2 separate regions of the Mus musculus genome follow, and region 1 is linked to region 2. A link is a contact called in public promoter capture Hi-C data. All regions are on one chromosome and are shown on one strand. The core of a region is the stretch at or near the end of the contact, and the rest is flanking DNA. Distances in the headings are between cores, read along the strand shown. Region 1 holds the start of A930014E01Rik (a long non-coding RNA gene). Region 2 has its middle 15 kb from the start of Gm33365.

The links. Promoter capture Hi-C pulls out the DNA fragments that hold promoters and counts their contacts.
Region 1: a contact with region 2 is called in a promoter capture Hi-C map of liver, with 7 times the contacts expected there. The contact joins the promoter of A930014E01Rik here to the enhancer-like site in region 2. A contact is called at or near these places in 21 of 39 promoter capture datasets (the 3T3-L1 cell line, 3T3-L1-derived adipocytes, the C10 cell line and 14 more), 2 of 15 datasets of contacts at CTCF or cohesin (large pre-B cells and pro-B cells), 38 of 484 Hi-C or Micro-C datasets (3T3-L1-derived adipocytes, the AtT-20 cell line, B cells and 25 more), 5 of 115 datasets of contacts at active chromatin or transcription factors (bone marrow-derived dendritic cells, embryonic stem cells, hepatocytes and 2 more) and 3 of 9 other capture datasets (adipose tissue, liver and pancreatic islet).

Annotation. Positions count from the first base shown.
Region 1 is chr3:10,296,168-10,301,146 of GRCm38.p6, reverse strand. A930014E01Rik (a long non-coding RNA gene) reads right to left here and starts at 3,201. Exons shown (of 2, transcript XR_387546.3): 1 at 2,842-3,201. It also overlaps a transcript of Fabp12 not described here.
Region 2 is chr3:10,076,224-10,082,027 of GRCm38.p6, reverse strand. No RefSeq gene overlaps it. Among named protein-coding and RNA genes, the nearest start is that of Gm33365, 15 kb to the right of the region's middle. Within about 2 kb of position 4,462, at least 42 of the 459 cell types and tissues checked have an H3K27ac peak or open chromatin away from gene starts, as enhancers often do. A contact at or near this core is called in 3T3-L1-derived adipocytes, the AtT-20 cell line, adipose tissue and 5 more, where this site is marked.

The DNA.
Region 1 (4,979 bases), core at 1,952-4,451, 220 kb before region 2:
GGGTCCTTCCTCAGACTCTCAGGTAGGAGACACTTGTGCCTAAATGCAGATTACTTTGTCATCATGAGAGTAATTGTGGAAATGCCTGTTAAGTTGATTATATAGAAACGGCAAAGTGGGTGTGGTAGCAGAAGCCTGTATCCAACACTCCGAAGGCTGGAGCACCAGGAACTGGAGCTTGAAGCCAGTCGGGGCCACAGAACGCCAAAGCTAGCTCTAGGCCAGCCGGGGCCACAGAACGCCATAGCTAGCTCTAGACCAGCCGGGGCCACAGAATGATATTCTATCTCAAAATAAAAAATAAAAAATAGGGAAGGAAAAAAGAAAGGGAGAGAGAGAAGAGTAAGAGATAAAGGAGAATAAAGGCAGCAGGAGGAAGAAACGATGAGGGGCAGGAAATAAGGAAGACGTATGGAGTCCAGTTTTCCAGCTTGTTTGAAACTCAGCAATCTACAGAATTCACTCTATGGTTTAGATTGAAGGCACTCACTTCCCAAGTACCCGGATCACATCAGATCTAGACAATAACTTTGAAACAAATAGATGCTCCTCCTTAGTATAACATTTCAGTTTGTACATGAGCGTCTATTTTCCCATAATTCATTGTTATCATGTGTACTATGCTTAAGATTAGCTTGAGTTTGTCACATGGACAGGAATCTAAGTTTGGCCAACTTACCACATCTGTTTTGACATCCTTTTCCTTGAACATATGGACCAAATTTTCTGAGAGTTGCCCTTCACCCTGACCTCTGAGCTCTCTCTGGGCTTTCACTCTGGTTGCTTGGCCCCTCTAATAGAATGGTTTGTAATCCCCTAGTTAACACAAGGAACACATGTGTTTCAAGTTCTGCTCTGTTCAGGAGACAGCCACTCTGAGGTTTATCAGACCAAGGATTTGCTGTATATACCACTTATCTTTTGGATTCTTTTAGCTACTTAGTTCTCCAAAGGCTTCTCTTTCCACCAAGCCCCTTTGTAAGCTTTCTTCTCTTACATTCCACTGAAGTGTGTGTGTGTATGTGTCTGTCTGTATGGTGTGTGTCTGTGTGTGTGGTGTGTGTCTGTGTGTGTGGTATATGTCCCTGTGTGTGTTTCTATGTGTGGAGGGGGTGTCTCTGAGTGTGTCTGTGTGTCTGTCTGTATATGTGTCTCTCTCTCTGTGTCTCTGTGTTTGTCTTTGTGTCTATGTGTGGGGGTTGTGTCTGTGTGGGTGTCTCTGTGTGTGTGTGATGTATCTCTGTGTGTGTGTCTCTGTGTGTATATCTGTGTGTGTGTGGTGTGTGTCTGTGTGTGTGGAGGGAGTGTCTCTGAGTGTGTCTGTGAGTCTGTCTGTGTATATGTCTCTCTGTGTGTCTATGTGTGGGGTTTGTGTCTGAGTGTGTCTATGTGGTGTGTGTGTGTGTGTGTGTGTACAAGTTTTAATAAACATTAGATATGCCGGGCGTGGTGGCACACGCCTTTAATCCCAGCACTCCGGAGGCAGAGGCAGGAGGATTTCTGAGTTCGAGGCCAGCCTGGTCTACAAAGTGAGTTCGAGGCCAGCCTGAGCTATACAGAGAAACCCTGTCTCGAAAAACCAAAAAAAAAAAAAAAAAAAAAAAAAAAAAATTAGATAATCTGTTTTAGTCACTTGTGGTTCCTGTAGCAAATTCTATTAAACTGTTTGAGTCAAACAGCCAAAAGTTCAATCATGTAATTCTGAAGACCAGAAAACTCAAGTGCATTATTATCACTATAATTTAAAATACCAGTCTGGTGGCTGTGTTCTCAGTGGGGCCTCCATGGGAAGCTGGTCTCTTGCCTCCTCCCACTTCCAATGGCCTCTGTCTGTATTCTTTGGCTTTGGGTTCAGTAGCCCAGCCTCTGTTTTCACATGGCCTTCTTGGTTCTGTGAAACTTTCCATCTGTCTCTCTTTTTTTGTTTGTTTTTTGTTTTGTTTTGTTTTGTTTTTGTTTTTGTTTTTTCAAGACAGGGTTTCTCTGTAGCCCTGGCTGTCCTGAAACTCACTTTGTAGATCAGGCTGGCCTCGAACTCAGAAATCCACCTGCCTCTGCCTCCCAAGTGCTGGGATTAAAGGCATGTGCCACCACCACGTCTAGCTCCATCTCTCTCTTAAAGGGAGCCTGTGATAACCTTTAATGCAGCTCAGAAAACCCAAGAGTGATTACCTCATTTAATAACAGCTTATTCTCCTGAACCCTGTGGAGTGTATGTGTGTGTGCCTGTCTGTCTGTGTCTCTGTTTGTTTTGTGGTGTGTGTGTGTGTGGTGTGTGTCTGTGTCTGTGCCTGTAGTGAATGTCCTGTTGATTAAGTCTTGATGTGTTTATACAGTACAGTGGCTGCTAAACCCTGTGTGCTCTGTCCCCCACCATAAGCCTGTTGACATGCCCCTCAGGTCTCTTCCCCTGAGTTGCTGTCCCCTCTGTGACCCCGATTTCACCACGTGTTTCGTTGTTGGACTAATTAACATTGCAGTGTTTGCCCAAATACTTGACAGAAACAACCTAAGGGGGGAGAGGTTTAGTTGAATTTCAGTTTTCATCCACCAAGTTGAAGAAGACGTGGTGGGCTTAGTGAGGGGGAGAACACGGTGGAGGAACCAGGGCCCAGGAAGTTACCCTCAGTGACCCACACAAAGTGACCTAATTCTCCAGCCAAGGTCTGCCTCCATTGCCTCCAAAAATAGTGACACCAGATAAGGAACAGAGTTTAAAACATGAGCCTGTGGAGAGGTTTTTGATCAAGCTTGTAACAGCTGCTTACTCTCAAATCGGAAAACCAAACAAAAATTAATTTTTGTTGTGAAATTTCCGAGTGCAGAGAGATCCTTCCTTACCTTACAGGGACTGTCAAACAGGATTTCAGTAACCGCATTCACAAGCTGCTCATGTGCCAAGCCAGGTGACAAGGACTGAAGTGTATTACAATTGCAGAAGTAGAGCCACTGTGCTGGGGCATGTCTATAATCCTGGCACTGGGAAACTGAGGCAAGACAATCATGACTTGGAGTCCACACTGGCCCACAAAGTGAAACCTTGTTTCAAAAGTCTGTAAAAGAACCAGTAGCCAAGAACTCTGCAGCATGGCTTCGGGCATATGGTGACGATAAAAGATCCAACCTTCACCGAAGGCCACTGTGCAATGAGTGCCAAAACAAACACAGTTCAGCCTAAAGTTCGGGTTATAAGTGGCCTGACCTGCACATAACTCGTGTCTGTGGTGAGCCCACACACACCTACTTCTAAAGTCCCAGGTAAGGTAAATATGAGCAAGATATACTATACCACTAAGTGCCTGAGGGCTGAGAGAAGGTGCGATGGGGCTCAGGGCCCAGGACACAGGCAGATCCAAGCAACTACCTTAAGGAGTGCGTTTCTGTTCTCATGAGGCTTACATGATTTCTAGTTGCTCCACCAACTCACACCTGACATTGTCTACTTTGCTGCTTGGAGAGGAATGGCAGCTACAGCAGGAAAATGGCAGCTTCAGCAGGAAAGCAGCAGGAAAGTCATGGCCTTCATTCCAAGCTCCTCGGGACACGGACGCTTCCTTTCTTCCCCGGTTCCAAAATGTCTACAATTTTTTGTTTGTCTTGTTTCCATTTTTTTCCAAGATAAAATTATCTGTGTAGTCTTGGAACTGGCTCTGTAAACCAGGCTAGGCTTGAACTCTGAGATCGTTATATGTGTTAAAGTCAGTTAAGAGCAGTATTGTTTGTAAAGGGCAGAAATCATGGGTATGGATAGGCATAAGATACTCTGCTTTCAGGAAGTGAAAGTTCATTGTGAGCCAAGCATGACTGACCACAGCCTGTAAACATGGATTTAAATGACCTGTGTGGCATGTCCCTTCATGGAGAAGGTAACACAAACTCCATATGCACAGGACAGGAAGCAAGGACTGTGTGTGTGTGGATGAATATGCAGGTGGCTCATCACAAGTGTTCACATTAAGGCAGAAAACCTCTGGGATTAGAAGTCCTCTCTGTCACCTTCTACAGGGCTGGTGAAGGCTAGATGAGTCAAGTTTAGGGAGACGACATTGCATCAGGTACACAGGTTAGTAGCAAATAGCTATTTCAAGTATTGCTATTATTCTGCACAGGTAACCTACCAGCTGCATGCATAAAAGTTGTCTAAGAAATTCTGTATATAGTCTAAATAAAACACACTGAGAATAGTATTACAAACTCATTGTAAACACAAGGAATGCTTAAGGGAGAAAACATGGAAACTTTACACATCTTCTAGTCACTAAAATCACATATTTAAATTTTTGTAAAGTTTTCTTCCTAAGTCCAACCATTTGTTTATCTTTGGAACATAAAAGAGAAAAATGGAGCCGGGCGTGGTGGCGCACGCCTTTAGTCCCAGCACTCGTGAGGCAGAGGCAGGCGGATTTCTGAGTTCAAGGCCAGCCTGGTCTACAGAGTGAGTTCCAGGACAGCCAGGGCTATACAGAGAAACCCTGTCTCGAAAAACCAAAAAAAAAAAAAAAAAAGAGAGAGAGAGAAAAATGAGTTTGCTTTTGAAATTGATACTTGCTCTATTTCTGCCTTTCCAGTAAGTAAAAAGATCAAGAGGAAAACAAAAAAATCATGAGGTCTTTGTTGGATTCCAGGTGTGGTGGTAGTGACCTGTAATCCTAGTATGTAGGAGGCAGAGGCAGGAGAATCACTATGTCCATGGCAGCCTGAGCTTATAGGACCTTGGAAAGGTGTTATTTAAAACTTCCCTGGACTTCAGTGTCTTCGTATACAACATACACTAGAACAGTAAAGATCGTACAAAGTTAAAGTGCAAATTTGAGTCACAGAGGCGCTTAGTAATTCTTAATAACACTTTCTTTTAGTTTATGACAGTTTTCTTTGTGTTAGATGAATTGTCCTTTTCATTTAATTAATTAATCAAAAAAGAATTGAGACAGTATCTTCATGTAGCCTTTCTGTTGTGCCTCCCAAGTGCTGGGATGTTT
Region 2 (5,804 bases), core at 3,213-5,712:
ATGGGAATTAGCCAGTCCTTGCCAGCTCCCAAATGTTCCTTGCTTGCAGCCATTTCTTCCCGTTTGCATCGGTAGCCAAATACCATGCAGTGCAGAAACAGGTGGAGACAAATTTGTCACTTAGCACCGAGTGTCTTGTAGGAAATTACACAGAAGACACCAGCCTGCTCCAAGGAAATGTGATTCTATAATAAAAAGGTGGTGGCTTCACACACACACACACACACACACACACACACACACACACACACACACACACACACACACTGATAGGTTTCTCTAGAAGACACACAGCACAGTTGTATGCAGTGATGCTGTTATCCCCAGAAAACATTTTAGCCAAGTTATAGTCACGTATTTTGAAAGGTCCTGGATTGGAAGCCAGGTGCCAAGAGATAAATTTTTAGCCCAAATCTCGGTGTGCTGGAGCTGTTTGCCAAGCTGTTCTGCGCATTCAGCCCCTGATTCCAACTTTAGCCTAACTGAAATGGCCAGTGGGTGGGAACTGGCCTATGTGCAGCCAGGTTCTTGTCTTACCCTCCCCCACACGAGTGGGGAAGTGCACCATGTATACAATGGGGAGACACTTTCATTCCAGGGTGGGCTTAACAACGTTTTGCTGATCAAGTCAGCCCAGATTACTTCTGGTGTCCTGGAGGAGCCCAGAGCTTTTCTAGTTTTCCTCTACTAATTGTGGCACCTTCTAGGATGGTCAGGCTCCTGCTGACCATGTGACTTCTCCGAGGAGTCTAGGAAACATTTCCGTCCCAGCTGACTTTCTTCTAAGCTAGGTGTACACTAGTTGGGGTTCTGTGGTCAACACGGCAGGGAAAACTTACTAGAGGAGTAGATGTCCTTCAGAGGAGTCTCAGTAGCCATTGGGTACATGTTGCCTGATCTTTCTGTCCCTCTGACCTCATTGGTATAAGTCTCCAAGCTTTGATGCTTGAACATCCAAAAGGGTGATTTCTTTTCTTTCTTTCTTTTTTTTTTTTTTTTATACATTGAGCATAAACTTTATTTTCTAGACTTTGGGGAAGATAGTATATCTCGAGGTAATTTTTTAAAATTAGGTGTTTTCTTATTTTACATTTCAAATTCTATCCCAAAAGTCCCCCATACCCACCCCCTACTCCCCTACCCACCTGCTCCCACTTCTTGACCCTGGTGTTCCCCTGTACTGAGCCATATAAAGTTTGCAAGACAAAGGGGCCTCTCCTCCCAATGATGGCCAACTAGGCCATCTTCTGCTACATATGCAGATAGAGACATGAGCTATGGGGGTACTGGTTAGTTCATATTGTTGTTCCTCCTATAGGGTTGAAGACCCCTTTAGCTCCTTGGGTACTTTCTCTAGCTCCTCCATTGCAGGCCCTGTGTTCCATTCAATAGATGACTGTGAGCATCCACTTCTGTGTTTGCCAGGCACTGGCATAGCCAAACAAGAGACAACTATATCAGGGTCCTTTCAGCAAAATCTTGCTGGTGTATGCAATGGTGTCTGCGTTTGGAGGCTGATTATGGGATGGATCCCCCTGGTGCGGCAGTCTTTGATCCTTTCGTCTCAGCTCCAAACTTTGTCTCTGTAACTCCTTCCATGGGTATTTTGTTCCCAGTTCTAAGAAGGGGCGAAGTGTCCACACTTTGGTATTCATTCTTCTTGAGTTTTATGTGTTTTGCAACTTGTATCTTGGTTATTCTAAGTTTCTGGGCTAATATCCACTTATCAGTGAGTACATATCATGTGAGTTTATTCGTGATTGGGTTACCTCACTCAGGGTGATACCCTCCAGATCCATCCATTTGCCTAGGAATTTCATAAATTCATTCTTTTTAATAGCTGAGTAGTACTCCATTGTGTAAATGTACCACATTTTCTGTATCCATTCTTCTGTTGAGGGGCATTTGGCTTCTTTCCAGCTTCTGGCTATTATAAATAAGGCTGCTATAAACATAGTGGAGCATGTGTCTTTCTTACCAGTTGGAACATCTTCTGGATATATGCCCAGGAGAGGTATTGCAGGATCCTCCAGTAGTACTATATCCAATTTTCTAAGGAACCGCCAGACTGATTTCCAGAGTGGTTGTACAAGCTTTGCAATCCCACCAACAATGGAGGAGTGTTCCTCTTTCTCCACATCCTCACCAGCATCTGCTGTCACCTGAATTTTTGATCTTATCCATTCTGACTGGTGTGAGGTGGAATCTCAGGGTTGTTTTGATTTGCATTTCCCTGATGATTAAGGATGCTGAACATTTTTTCAGGTGCTTCTCAGCCATTCAGTATTCCTCAGGTGAGAATTCTTTGTTTAGCTCTGTACCCCATTTTTAATGGGGTTATTTGATTTTCTGGAGTCCACCTTCTTGAGTTCTTTATATATATTGGATATTAGTCCCCTATCTGATTTAGGATAGGTAAAGATCCTTTCCCAATCTGTTGGTGGCCTTTTTGTCTTATTGACAGTGTCTTTTGCCTTACAGAAGCTTTGCAATTTTATGAGGTCCCATTTGTCGATTCTTGATCTTTCAGCACAAGCCATTGCTGTTCTATTCAGGAATTTTTCCCTTGTGCCCATATCTTCGAGGCTTTACCCCACTTTCTCCTCTATAAGTTTCAGTGTCTCTGGTTTTATGTGGAGTTCCTTGATCCACTTAGATTTGACCTTAGTACAAGGAGATAGGAATGGATCAATTCGAAATCTTCTACATGATAACCACCAGTTGTACCAGCACCATTTGTTGAAAATGCTGCCAAAAGGGCAATTTCAATAGTCTTCCATATTTCACTTCTCAAAACATTTAACAGAGTGTATAAAAAAATAAATAATGAAATATGATTTTCCTAAAACTTGGTTTGCCATATACATGAAAGCTGACAACTTTTTATCACATGAGAATTGAATTTAAATTGTGCTCACAACATAACAGTGACAATTAGCTTACCTGTCCACCTGTCTTCAAACCCAAGCCCTCATCTGCTGCAGCTGCCGTTACTGCTGCTCAGCTTCCCTCAATGTCAGTTCAGTTGGGAGAGTTTTAGTTCTTTTATTACGTGTTTGACTTCTTCATACACGTCTGGGAGAAAATTCCAAGAGCAATTTTAAAACATCAAACATATAAGCCTTAAACTAGAACTTGGGATAAATGGTCGGATCACTTTAAAGCCATGGAATCTTCTACAGACTAAGCTTTCTCAGACATAAAATGAGAATTTTGAGAATTAAGGCAGAGATTCTGTATAAACATCGTGTTCCTGGCACAAAATAATTGCCCTTTTAGTGTTAGTTATTGCTAAATTCTAAACCTATCTCATGCCCCTACTAGCAATGGCCTATATACGAGTAAAAATTCATTATTACAGCAAAATCTTGACAAATTTTAAAAACCTAAGTTTTAAGAGAAGAAATGAAAACTAAAGAAAAATACCAAGTTGAGAAGCACATGGAACAACCAATATTCTCCTAAGGAAGGGGCTTATATCTGACATGGACAAGAAATTAGGGTTTATCAGAAAGGAAGCTAGACATTGGGACAAAATATCTATAGCCTTGTTATTGGCCTACTAAAACTATTGACAGTCTCATAAGCCAATTGGGGCAGGGCATGCAGATAAAGACACGCTTGGTAAAGTATGACCCTTGTCTAGTAAGTTCACTTTTCTTTATAGGTGGAAGTGCATAATTTGGTTGAAATCTACTCTCCAGTACTGGCAATTATGTCGTCCTTTGGAAACAGGGCCTTGGCAGAGATAGCTAAAATGCAATCATCCTGTTGGGCCCTAATCATGTATGACTTTTGCTCTTACACAGAGAGAACAGTGTGTGAGCATGAAGGCAGGAGTCAGGGTCATAAATCTGCAAACCAAGGACAACCAAAATTACCACCAAGGGTAGGCATGGTACCAGAAGCAAGGAGGGGGATACCAGAACAGATTCCCCCAAAGTATTTAGACTAGAAACCAATCCTGTTGACCCTCTGATTTTAAACTTACCAACTTCCAGGGTTTCAGAAGAATAAGGTCTTTGCCATGACCACCTAAGCAATTTAATGGTCTTAGAAAAGGTGCTTGCCACCAAGGCTGACAATCTGTGTTCAATTCCAGCGTCCTACATGGCAGAAAATGATTCCACACTGCTGTTCTCTCTCTCTTGCCCTCTCCCTCTCCCTCTCTCTTCCTCTCTCTCCCTCTTTCTTCCTTTTCTCCCTCTCCCTCTCCCTCTCCCTCTCCTTCCCCCTCACATGCACAGAGTGCAAACAAACATTTTAAAGATCTTCCTGTTTTTCTAACCTATTCCCACAGCCTCGCTGTAGCTTCTGACCTCTCTGGTCACTACCCTTGCCAGTAAGATAGTCTTCTAGATGCACAGTCTGCTTTGTTTGGAAAGCAAGTATGGGGCCTGCTTCCAAACAGCACAGCTGCCAACATCCAGGAGAGTTGCCAGAGCATCAGGAACACCAGGTTTCTGAGCCTTGAGTGGAACTCAGAGGCCAAGCTCATGAGCAGGTTAGAGAGGAGAGGCCGCAGACTCACCATGTGCAGCCCTCCAGCAGCTAACAAGAGAGCTCTCTGCAGTGAGGGGGGCTGCATTTGAGAAGTTACTAGGTTATAGGGCTTCAATATTCAACAATTCACTCAAAATGGTGCCATAACTGCTCTTTGAGGAAGTCCCTGATTCTACTATACCTTTGGGGGAATTTCCCTAATCTACCACGTTAGTTGAGCAATGAAAAGATCTTCTTAAGTAACTGGAGACATGGCTCGGCAGCTAAGAGAACTTCCTGCTCTTGTAAGCACCCACATTGGGCAGCTTGCAACTGCCTATAACTCCAGTTCCAGGTAATCAACCACTTCTTCTGGTCTCCAAGGTACCCTGGGGTATACATAGTGCACGTACAGACAAGCAGGCATACACGTATACACATAAATACAATTTAAAAATTAAAGACCCTCACACTCTACGTTCCTTGGTACAGCCAGGGAGTGGGAAGCCACTCCGATTCCAGCCATCAGGCTTCCTCCCAGGCCTTGTAATTCCGAGTCAGGAAAACATCCTTGTTTCACTTAGGGAGTGATCCCGAAGGAGCCTCTGCGACTGACTACAGCAGCTCGTTGTCTAAGATGTGTGTGCCAACTCCTTGTCAATGCCGAGCTGCTACTGCGCTTTCAATGGCTCTGCTCTGCTCTCATCTCACACTTCCTTGCATCCTTCCAGACCTTAGGACGGACAACTCATTTTCTGAGACTTGCAACCAAGAAGCCTGGAAAGGACACTGCAAATAGTGTAAGACTAAGATGCAAGCCTGCTTCACGTGAACTGTGAGGCTGAGGAAAACGGTTTGTTCATTCAGGATGTGAGGCTGCTATTTCCTGTTCAGGAGAAAGCAAGTGTCTTAGTCAGGATTTCTATTCCTGCACAAACATCATAACTAAGAAACAAGTTGGGGAGGAAAGGGTTTATTCAGCTTACACTTCCATACTGCTGTTCATCACCAAGGAAGTCAGGACTGGAACTCAAGCAGGTCAGGAAGCAGGAGCTGATGCAGAGGCCATGGAGGGATGTTTCTTACTGGCTTGCTTCCCCTGGCTTGCTCAGCCTGCTCTCTTATAGAACCAAGACTACCAGCCCAGAGATGGTCCTACCCACAAGGGGCCCTTCCCCCTTGATCACTAATTGAGAAAATGCCCCACAGCTGGATCTCATGGAGGCATTTCCCCCACTGAAGCTCCTTTCTTTGTGATAACTTCAGCCTGTGTCAAGTTGACACAAAACTAGCCAGTACAGCAAGAAGGGGGAGGGGACTTA